4 separate regions of the Zea mays genome follow, and regions 2, 3 and 4 are each linked to region 1. The links are chromatin contacts, called in public Hi-C maps. All regions are on one chromosome and are shown on one strand. Each heading gives the region's core, a stretch centred on a gene start, on an enhancer-like site or on the middle of the called end of the contact. The rest is flanking DNA. Distances are from core to core; before and after follow the strand shown. Region 1 holds the start of LOC103638321 (65-kDa microtubule-associated protein 1). Region 2 holds the start of LOC100283980 (lipid binding protein). Region 3 has its middle 17 kb from the start of LOC103638318. Region 4 holds the start of LOC100383380.

Region 1 (2,700 bases), core at 81-2,580:
GGACCTTGTCACGATCCTCATCACTCTCGCCAACTTCATCCCATATCAACTACAGTAGAAGTAAAAGCAAGCCATCATCAGCCACACTGTATCAAGCAAGAAAGCATAGAATTGCTGCTATTTGTGGACAACAAAATGCAAACATACCTGCAATTTTTGCAGCAAGGATCCGCAAGTAATGTCACCGGCCATCAGTGGCCAGAGCAACCTGTAAGGAAAAAACATTACTTCTGAAAATTATAGCTTATCACTTAGTACCACTAGAACAAAAAAATACATTTCCAAACTTGATGATTCCAAGCTTTATTCAAACCAGTAATCATGTTGGTCTAAAGTAGACATCAAGTTCGCCACATATTAGACAGTGAGACTGGTATTCATGCTCCCTATGCCTAACAAGCTGGTCCCCAAATTAGCGGCACAAGTACAACCAAACACGGATAATGACCGTACTGACACTAAACACACGGATAATGATCCTAGTAACACTAAAATCCCCAATCATTGGCAGTTTTAAGCAATTACAGAGACCTAAAAGTTTAGGGGGGTTACGCATCTAGGATTTCGGCTAAACCCGAGCAAACAACTCTGGTAAAACCCCAAAAAAATATAAAACACCAAAACCCATGTGAACTCGCAAAACCGAAGTGTTTGACCACATTTGACCAAGCAAGAGGGCGCCCAAAAGAATGGGATCTGAACATGTTGCTATCACCTTTCCTTCACTGGATCAAATCCTTACTCCAGAACCGAATCAGAAACAGATCCCCCAGGCAGGTATCAAACCCACCTCCTAATGCCCCCAACAAAACCGCCTAAAACCCACACTATCCGGAGGCGTACCAACGCATTAGTGCCCAGCTAGCTAGATCCCATCCTCCAGCGATGCCCCACCCCAACCCCCACCTCTGCCACCACCACGAATTCTGCCACGGAAACCAGAGAGAGGAAGCAGCCGGACACTCTTACCGGACCACGCGGAGAAGGCGAAGGAAACGGCGGACTGGTGAATGCAGGTCCGCAGCGTGGTTCAACGCTCCACTCTACGGGAGTCGATACCGGAGGATGTCGCCGGTCGCCGGCCGCCACCGCTGAGAGCGCTAACCTGGGACTGCAGTGGAGGCAGTACTGCTGCCGCTGCCGCTGCCGCCACACCACGGGACCCGAATTAATTGGGGGCATCGAGAGGCTGGTGCGCGCGGCGGCGGGGCCGGTGGATGCGACGAGCGGGTGATCGGACGGCCTAGGTCGGCCCAAGGATTTACCACGGGTGTCGGTGAAAAAAGGTACTACGGTGATTATATATAAAATATATGCGCACGCGGGACCGACCACCGTAGTGTACGCAGTGTGAGGACTGGTTCGGTGTTATCTATGGATTAGATAGAATTAGAAAAATTAAGAAAATGTTTATTATTAATTTGGCAACTTTATTTTTCTATAAGATTTTTATTTTTTCAAAGAAAAATAAACTAATTTTTTTAGAAAATAGAATTCTTTTCGAAAAATATGGTTCCAAACTAGCTCTTAATTTGTTTAGAATTTAAACACACTCAATCTCACTCAATCTATATTGATTAAGATAACAATGGGAATTTGGATCGATCCATTACCACCGTTATATGGTGAAGTATTTTATTCTTATGCGTTCCAAAATACATATCCTAGCAAAAGTAGTGCCTTTTTCTTTTGATAATACTAACAAACAAAGGTTAGCTCTGGGAAATACTCCGATTTGCAGTTCTCCTCGGAGCCTGAAATGATGCAGGGACATGGTGAGGAAGTCGGTGGTCGGTTGACGAGGAGAACACAAAAACGCTGTCCCAGGGTCTGAAACTAAAAATACAAGTGTCCTGCAGACATCCTTGGTGCGAAAAGAGGACAAGCCACGCATTTTCTCTTGAACGGCAGGAATCCGGGCCAGCCGATCAGATCGGTAAGCTTTCCCGTTGAGCACGAGACCAGTGCGCGGCCGCCCACCTTTGCTTCTTTAATCACAGCCAGTGCCTCGTAAAGCGATTACCGCAGGCCTGCCACTCCCAAAACCGCTGCTCCCAGTCCCAAAGCCGTTTTTTTTTCACCGTTCGATTCGCCGGATGGCCTGCCAAGCTGCGGTCCTGAAGCAAGCGGGAAGATGCGAAAGACGAAACGGAAGGATGTGGTGATGTGTGAGGCTGGCGTGAGCAAGAGAACCCCGCTTGTCCTCTATCGCGCGAGGAACGGGTGGACACCGAGGTCCTCGTGGCGGGGCCCGCGGGAGCCCGGGGGAGGGGCGCAGAGCACATGGCCGTCCACGTGCTGCTGCAGAGATCTACCACCAGTCCACCACCACCACACCCCTCGGCTCCGCGCGGGGGCGTCGCGAGGCCCGACCGCCCGAGCCCAATTATGCGTAGCGTACTAGCGCGCCGCGTCCGCTCGTGCGGCCAGCCCGTCGCTGATGGTGCCCGCAGCGACACGGCAGTACTGCCACGAGGATTTTTTGCAGGACAAAGCCGCCCGCTGGGTCCCGCGGTTCGGCTTTGGATGTGCCTCTCGTAGAGTACCGACCGTCTCAGCAAGGTGCCCAGGTTACCAAAACATAGTGTAGATCATACTATCGTTAAGTAAAATTTAAAATAAGACATGAGACGAGACATAGGATAATCTCATAAGCCGTTCGGTTGCCCCGCATCTAGCGGAGGCAGCAGCCGTGGACAA
Region 2 (2,791 bases), core at 115-2,614, 440 kb after region 1:
CCGGTACCGTGTCATGATAGGTTCCCAAACTAATAGTATTCGAAAGTAACCAGCCAAATAACGACCTAGAAACAATGATACCCACAATTGTTTTATACCGTGAGTTCATGATCATTCAAATATTTATTTACATAGTCCATCATTTTTTTTGTTAAAGTTGAAACATACAAGCCTATCTAGAACTGATTGATGATTGGTATCTTGAAAAAAAAATCTGATACCAGAAGATTTGCAGCATGATGCACCATTCTGACTTCAAACAGGAGATGCCATGTAGCATTTGTGTTACTGCCTTATCGGAAGACTATTCTTGATAGAAATAAGGGGAACTACAACTTAACTAAATATGAAAACTAATGAAGATCCCTGGAAGAAAGGCAGCCACGCTAATTTGATAGAAGCATGTAAACTCATGATGTCATTCCTATCCAACGTAAACCAATATCAACTGACGAAACGTTCTGTGCCACCATTAGTTGTGATTGAACTAATAAAGGATCTAAGGAGATAACTGTCCTACTAAAGCCCAAAATTTAGTCAAGATGTTATTAAGAGAGGTTCACAAGACCATCGTTAGAATTTGATATGAAGAAACTTCATCAAGAGAGTATATCCGTCCTTGTTAACTCTATATGCTCAGTTTTCTACAAGAAGCAAAATTGTCCCTTCGCTTGCAACAGCATAACAAGTCAAACATTTAAATATATATAAATATAACTATATAAGGTAACCTCAATTCCAAGCGAAGAATAGGACAGGTGTGAAACTGATTAGTATTCGGTGGCAGTTTAGGTAATTAATGAGACATATGGGGTAGAGCGGTGGTGATAGTAGGCATGCATACCATCACAGCCAACTATACAATACAACGTTTGTACAATTCACATAAAAATCTAAGCACAATCAGCAACAGCTATGGACACCCCTCCCCCTCCCAATTACCAGGATTGAGGCCGTTCCGCTGTCGGTGATCTCTATGGGAAACAACCACGAATCGTAGCAGTAGCTCCAATGCATACTGATGTTGGCGGTGATGCCGGAGGCGACGACGAGAAGGCCCGAGTCTCCGGGGAAGATAGTGGAGTTGTCCCCGACGTCTAGGTGGAATAGCGTGATGTTGGAGGCGGCAACGCGGATGCCGCCAAGGAAGGGCACGCGGACGGCCTTCTCCACCCCGGGGAGGCGAAGAGGGGTCAGCGACCGCACGGCCTCGCTGATAAGCACGTCCTTGGCGAAGGCCAGGCCCTTCTCCGCGACCGCGATGGAGACGTGCGCCTCGTCGGCACCGCTGGCAGACGCCGCCGCGGCAGCGATGAGGAGGAGGTGAAGGGGACAGAGACGAGTCATGATTGTTTTGGGGTGGACGCCTGGACTGTGGGAGCGTAGAAGGAAGGTGAAGTAGTGATTGAGTAGACGCTGCGCGGTAGGTTTACCCGATATTTTCTTTTACATAATTGAAATTTACCTAATGAGAATTAAGATCTGAAATATACTTGTTTATAATTTTTACTTAAAATTTGGATACCCGAAAAATCGAACTCATTTAGTTCCGCACAAACACACCACACTACGTGCAAGTCTCATACCTATTAACTAAAGTTCATTTTTTATATATTGATACATCATAAATTTACAATTACATTACAACAATACAAGTATTTCGAATTACCCAATCTGATTTTTAGACATGCTATCTAAATTAGTGATCCGGTAAATCAGGTCGGATAAATCGGATCTGAGTTCAGGCAAAATCGATTTTAGGTAATGGGTAGCAGGTTTTAGCTCCTTTTTCGTTGTGTATTAAACTTGTGGATGTAGGTCGTTTTTTCTCCTAATTTATTTGAACTTCTTTATTATAGTTCTAACTAGTTAGTTGAACTAGTTGTCCAGACATTTCTATGTTTCTATATATCATATAGGTAGATTTTTATATAGCACAAATAGACATAAGTTACAGTGGTAGAAGTCAAACACTTTATACCAAGGAAGTAGGGTTCGAATCCTCGCGGAAGAGAGAAAGTTTATCCACTCGCTATGCTCACTAGAGCAGACGACGCACGACGAAACACATAAAAATATACTAGCATCTACGATCTACTAGATATCATGTAATTATACACTCCTCAAATATATTTCATAATAAATTTAATAAAATTATCAAAGAAGTGCTTTTTAAGGCTATCTATATCCGATAATTATACACTACTTAAATATATTTCATAATAAATTTAATAAAATTATCAAAGAAGTGTATTTTTAGTGCTATTTCCAGCAGCTCTCTTATTTCATCTTTTATTCATCTCTTATTTCAAACTTTAATATAGTTGGCTTTGTTTTTCTTATCATACAAAGTCTTTCCTAGACGAGTCACCTCTTATCTTAGTTGCTCATTCAACATCGCAATCTCATCCGAATATATTTCTATAATAACATTCTTAACAAGAACTTGATTGTAGGGATTAGAATCATCAATTAAGTTAAGGCAAGAAGTAGAAGCATCTTTTTTTAATAATTTTACTAATTTCAACTAAACATGCCCTTGGGTGCTACCGATGTTTTCTAGCTTATTAATTAGCTCATTATTGTGAATGCTAAGAATTTTCATTTTCTCTATCAAGTTTTCAATTGTATCCTGAGAGCTAGCTAATTTAGCTTTAAGTTTTTCATTCTTTTTAACAAGACTATCATCGATAGTTGAGGATGGAGCTTTAGACCCTAATTGCTCAATTTTAGTTGTTAGCTCGCAATTCAAATTTGCAAATGTTTTAAATTTTCTATCAAACATTTATAA
Region 3 (2,781 bases), core at 176-2,675, 300 kb before region 1:
AGCTGAGGAACAGCAGGCGAGGACACAAAGGGAGTTGGAGGAGTACAAGAAGATAATAGAGAAGAACAGCAAGGAGATGGATGAGACCAATGTGCTCATCAAGAAGCTCTTGTCCTTGCATGGTAACTCTTCTTCTTCGACATGAGGGTCGTTGGTCAGAGCTGCTGTGTTTGGCCTGTTCTTTGACATGAGGGTACCCAAAAACTATAGTTGCTCGTGGGTGTCAACTTTTTATTATATGTTGTTATGTTTGTGCAAACTCAACTGAAATGTGAAGTCAAGTGGTGATGCTATGAACTGAGTTTAGTGTTGTCCACTTAGTTTGTATGCTCACTGGAATACTAGTTGTATTCATCTATGGAATATGGAATTGTGTACTCATTCCTCTGTTCTAGTATCTTTTGCAATTTCCAATAAAATTATTCTCTGCACATCTGTGACCAAACTGGTGGCATATAATAAAACATAAGCCACGTCAGCGCTGACGTCAGCTGCCACGTCACTAGCCACGTCAGCGCTAACGTCATACGCCATCGAGACCCTTCCAAATGGTTGTTAATGACCAAAACACGGCTCTATCTATGACGATACCGTACCATCATAGAAAGCAAACGACGTTAACGACGTCGTCAGGTTGCCCGGGCAGACGACAGATTATGACGGAAAAGTGCCTTCCTCTATGACCAAACCTGATCGTCATAGAATGAATTTACTTCCATGACAACGCTATTTCGTCACATAATGTATACACATCGATGACGAAAATGGGCAGTCCGTCACAACACAACAAATGTGACGCGACCCCTATTGACCAAATCGAACTCGTCACAAATTCGTCACAAATCTTTATCTGTGACGATACCTACATATTCCGTGACGCAATACGAACGTCATCGATGATAAGATATCTACTAGTGTATATTCTATATTTATAAAAATCATGTGAGAAAAGGCATTAAAGAAATAGCTAATTAAACTTTATTTTTAAGTTATATCATATTTTCATCAATTATGGAGGAATCAATTATAATATCACCTTTAACTTGTATTAGAAAAGTTAATTTGATAACTAGGGGTTAAACAATTTAGTTATTTATTTTTGAGAATATGTTTCATGATAGACCAGAGTCACTAAACGGTAGGAAAATTTATTATGAAGCTAACACAACTCGAATGGTTCAAATCGGAGTTAAAATAATCAAAATATGAATTATCTAAGTTTTCATCCACTTTTCTATACCCTTTTATGCTTAAAATAAACTTCAGGGGCGGTTTTGTAAAACCTAGGGATCTAACCGTGATTAGTTTTAATAAGAGAGGGACGACGGGTTAGTTACTATGAAATCCGAGGTCTTTTTTGTAAGTCTGGCTCGGCGAAGGGGTAACCTAACCTCTAGGCCGTTAGATCTATTACGACGGCCGGGATTAGATCCGACTTAAACCGAACTGGTACACAACGCGAGCCACTGGATCTACGATGAACGGATACGATTTAAAACAGCGCAATTGATTCTCTTGTCCTCGACCTGAATCGGATGACCCACAACGTTTTCAATGAAGCGATACGTGGATTCTTATCACAGCCGTTGCCTGAGCGATCCACGGCCATGGACCCATCTCCTACCCCACACAAGCCGGGTGGCGTCGCAAAGCATGCCCCCACGGCGGCGGGCCCGCCGGAGTCGGCCAAGCCGACACACCAGAGCCTTGCTCCAAAATTCGATCGATCCTACATGGTCTGTAGAGGGCGATGAATCGATCGAGAAGGATCTTACTTGAAGCAATGCTACGATTAATGTCGGCCATGATGCAGCGGCACGGTGGCGGGACACCAGCCTCCGATGAGAAATTGCATGCACCCCGAAGACTCTTCCTGCCCGCAACCGATATGCCCGCGTCCGATGCACTCCGACAACCCTTCCTAGCCATCACCTGCACCCATATTGCCCGCACAGGCAAGGACCAGCAGCGATGCGCCGAACCCCCCAATCACCGTGCGAGGTGAAGATGCTCCCTCTCTTTGTGTGTGATACCGCTCCGGTTATGGTAAAGGAACGGTGCCAATGGCACACATTTATACTCCAAGATTGCTAGGAGATTCGAACAGAAGCACAGGAGATCCAGGTTCTGTTTTCCGCTGCCGCGGTGTTGTTGGCACGAGGATGAACGAGCTGAGGATCTGGGCCCACTTGACAGAGAAACGGGTATCAATGCAGTCATGGGCGGGAAGTGCAGGAAAGCTGGGTCCACATGTCGGCGCCCACTAGGTGAGCGCGCGTGGTGTATGTGAGTCGGTCTGGCAAACAGGACCACCCAGCAGGGAGTAATCGAAACCAGCACCAAAGTGTCCCCCAGCGCGCAGACAACATGGGGCTGAGCCGATGACCCCACTTGTCGGCGCCAGGGTGAGGCGCATTAGCAGGTGTGTTTGCCCTTTTTCTTTTATTTACTTTGTTTTCTATTTCAAATTTCAATCTCCAATCTTCCCATGTCTGTGCTAATTGGATCCGTGCTAGAAAACCTAGGGAAACTGAGGCGGGTGTATCTTTTGATGATCCAAATGTCGAAGAATCTACGAAAAACATATATGCAATGGCAGCTAAGCAGACCCAACGATCATTTAAGCAACAACGGGAGAGAGACATCTTAACGGCTGGTCTCGGTAACCCTAAGCATCCTTGCCGTGTACGAGGGATCTCGTCTAAGGAAGGATGGAAGGAAGGATTCGAACCACAGTGGGAAGGTTTGTACAAGAAACGTGATCGATACAAAAAAGAGTTG
Region 4 (2,700 bases), core at 140-2,639, 310 kb after region 1:
CTACTTTATTCAATTATCTTTGGTGTGTGTTGAATGGATGGTTAAATGATGCTAGAAAATTTTGTAATGGTATTTATATGGATATACTTGCCATTTGTATAGTATAATTTTTTGATAGTTGTTTAATTTTTGTGGGTACGGGTGACCCGATGGGTGACCCATACCCACATGGGTATGGGTATGGGGATAAATACATACCCGCTAGTGTATATGGGTGACCCGGTGGGGTATTTTTGTGTCGTGGGTATGGGTATGGGGTAGTAATACCCGGTGGGTATTTACCCATTGCCATCTCTAGCTGCTACCTTCGCGCACATGTTATGGCTTAGTGGAGCACCGCCGACAGTTGCGGAGGACGCCAGAAAATTTAGGTGTTGCTAACGCAACGAAAACTAAAAATTTATGACACAGTTTAAAATAACTTGTAGCTATAAAATAAGTAATAAGTGTTGAAAAATACCTTATTTAGTAGTCATCTTGATTACAATCCATTTACAACCAAATACCATATAGCGAATAAAATCTGGGAAAAAGAAAAAAATGAGTTAGCAATAGCAAATTAAAGTAAAAATTGTTGAACAAGTGAAATAAGAATATACGTTTAGTTGTGTCTAGTTCTAGAAGATCTAGACAATTGCATTTGTCTAGTTTTCTTATCTTCGACTTGACCATTAACATTTTCACCATTGGTATCTTCACTATTATTCTCTTGAATTCCAACTTGTATTCCGGTTCATTGCAAACTCCACTAGCGCGAGTGCTTAGTCTACTTCCACTAGAAGCTTGACTAAAATAGCTCTTTAAATCTGTCATTTTACGAAGCATATAACATGTATTAGAGAATTAGAAGATGTTACAACAGCCAACAGGGAGTGTTCACATAATATAGAGATACTTTTTGGGCCATATTCTTTGCCTTGTTTTTGTTTGTATCCAAGACTGCTATTTAGAAATTGGAAAATCTGCACCTTGAAAAATCTAATACATTAGACACGCACAATCAAATACTCACGCACTACCTTTGACCTTTCTATGCTCACAAGTCTCACAAGTCACAATCAGACAACTAGAAACACAGAAGCACGAAGCAAGCAGACAACTAGAAGCACTAAGCAAGCAGCCAAGCAAACAACTAGACAAGCAGACGTGCGGCCAAGCAGGAAGCAGCGGCAGGCGGCAGCCGTGCGGTGCGGGTCGACGCCTCGGCGGGACCAAGCGGCAAGCAGCCTGCAGCCGGCCGCCGGGCGGGACAAGACAATCAGACAAGCAGATCAGCGAAGCGCCGGAGCGGACAGCTGGAGCGCCGAGCGTGCCGAGGCTCCGAGCGGCTGGAGCGCCGCCAGGAGCGGTCTGCAGCCGAGCGGGCGAGCGGTTGGAGGCTGGAGGCCTGGAGGAATGAGCGCCGGCAGGAGTGCGGGACGTCGGGACGCGCCTGTGCGGCTGTGCGGGACGAACCCTAATCTCTATTCTCTTAGTGGGCCGACCCAAGGTATTGCCCAGGCAATACTGGACCATACTGGGCCCTCCGCCCCTGACCGCCGATGTTGTTACCTCCACCAAGCACCACGACCTCTTCTCCTCCCACGACATTAACTCCGTCGATTATGGGTGGGCATTCAATCCATTTGGGTGATTTTGTTCGGTCTATTCGTTTTTTTTGAAATTTTGGGTTCTAAAAAATAAGGCTCAAAATTTTCAAAATAATTTTAGGGATTGGACTCGAATTCAGTCTATCCGGTCCACCGAATAGACCAAATTATAGATAGATTAGTTACTTTTGTTAAAATATATGAAATGAATAATTAGATAAAAGTACTAATTTACAACAAGTTGTGAAGCATCTAGGCCTCTAAGTAGTGTTTTGGTAATTAATGACAACGATATATGGACTAACGATTCTCAGAGAAATAATAATATAGGTTGGACCACATAAACATGAGCTTTATTGAAAGTATTGGAGACTTCAACATTTGTTGTGGAACGAATACATGCAAAGGTATTGTGTAGGATTTTACTTTTGCCGGCGACAAGATGTTTAGAGAAGGCAATTGACCGGGTTAGTAGGCTAGATAGCTGAAATATCAAAAGGGTTCAATGACAATTTTATGCGTGAAACTTAGTGTCTCATAGGACATATAGATGTTGCATGTGCATGGGGACTAACATATAACCGATTACGCATCCTAGACGCGAGGCGGTGGCCCTGTTTTCATGCTATTTTGTATACATATTTATGCCAACGTCAATAGGTTTTTACGATATATATTTCAGTTCATAGCTCTGCTTCCGTCTATTTGCCTGTTTATGATATTTCTATTCACATTTTACGCAAATGATTTGTTGATTTTATGTATTATCTCGTTTACTTAATCCAGTGTGTATTAGGTTCCTAGTATTTACGCCATATGTATAAGATATATTTACAATGCACACATTTACGCAACGAAATAGAAATTTAGAAAAAATAGCTGCTCTAAGAAATGAGTAGGGATGGATCCGGATATTTATTCGGATGTCAAATTTTTGGTCTTGTTTCTTCGATTGCGAACAAATAACATATAGAATTTGCTATGTAAATTTATATTCTTGTTTTTAGCATTGAGACTGTTAATCTTCATAAAAAATGAACATTAAATTCATTATATATCTTTTTAAATAATTGATATAAAATTCGAATGTCTATTCAAATACAAATTCAGA

The links. A called contact is a pair of places that touch in the nucleus more often than the background predicts.
Region 2: a Hi-C map of bundle sheath shows a contact between it and region 1, with 3 times the contacts expected there. The contact joins the promoter of LOC100283980 here to the promoter of LOC103638321 in region 1. A contact is called at or near these places in 2 of 25 Hi-C or Micro-C datasets (bundle sheath and leaf mesophyll).
Region 3: a contact with region 1 is called in a Hi-C map of endosperm, with 2.4 times the contacts expected there. The contact joins the enhancer-like site here to the promoter of LOC103638321 in region 1. A contact is called at or near these places in 3 of 25 Hi-C or Micro-C datasets (ear, endosperm and tassel).
Region 4: a contact with region 1 is called in a Hi-C map of leaf, with 6 times the contacts expected there. The contact joins the promoter of LOC100383380 here to the promoter of LOC103638321 in region 1. A contact is called at or near these places in 7 of 25 Hi-C or Micro-C datasets (bundle sheath, ear, endosperm and 3 more).

What each region holds. Positions count from the first base shown.
Region 1 is chr9:46,396,404-46,399,103 of Zm-B73-REFERENCE-NAM-5.0, forward strand. It overlaps LOC103638321 (65-kDa microtubule-associated protein 1), which reads right to left and starts at 1,331. Exons shown (of 10, transcript XM_008661267.4): 1 at 970-1,331; 2 at 148-208; 3 at 1-49. The coding sequence starts at 192.
Region 2 is chr9:46,835,162-46,837,952 of Zm-B73-REFERENCE-NAM-5.0, forward strand. LOC100283980 (lipid binding protein) reads right to left here and starts at 1,365. Exons shown (of 6, transcript NM_001156878.1): 1 at 943-1,365. The coding sequence starts at 1,347.
Region 3 is chr9:46,097,981-46,100,761 of Zm-B73-REFERENCE-NAM-5.0, forward strand. No RefSeq gene overlaps it. Among protein-coding and RNA genes, the nearest start is that of LOC103638318, 17 kb to the left of the region's middle. Within about 2 kb of position 1,426, at least 1 of the 20 cell types and tissues checked has an H3K27ac peak or open chromatin away from gene starts, as enhancers often do. A contact at or near this core is called in endosperm, where this site is marked.
Region 4 is chr9:46,709,078-46,711,777 of Zm-B73-REFERENCE-NAM-5.0, forward strand. LOC100383380 reads right to left here and starts at 1,390. Exons shown (of 3, transcript NM_001176035.1): 1 at 600-1,390; 2 at 461-523. The coding sequence starts at 825. The coding sequence ends at 462.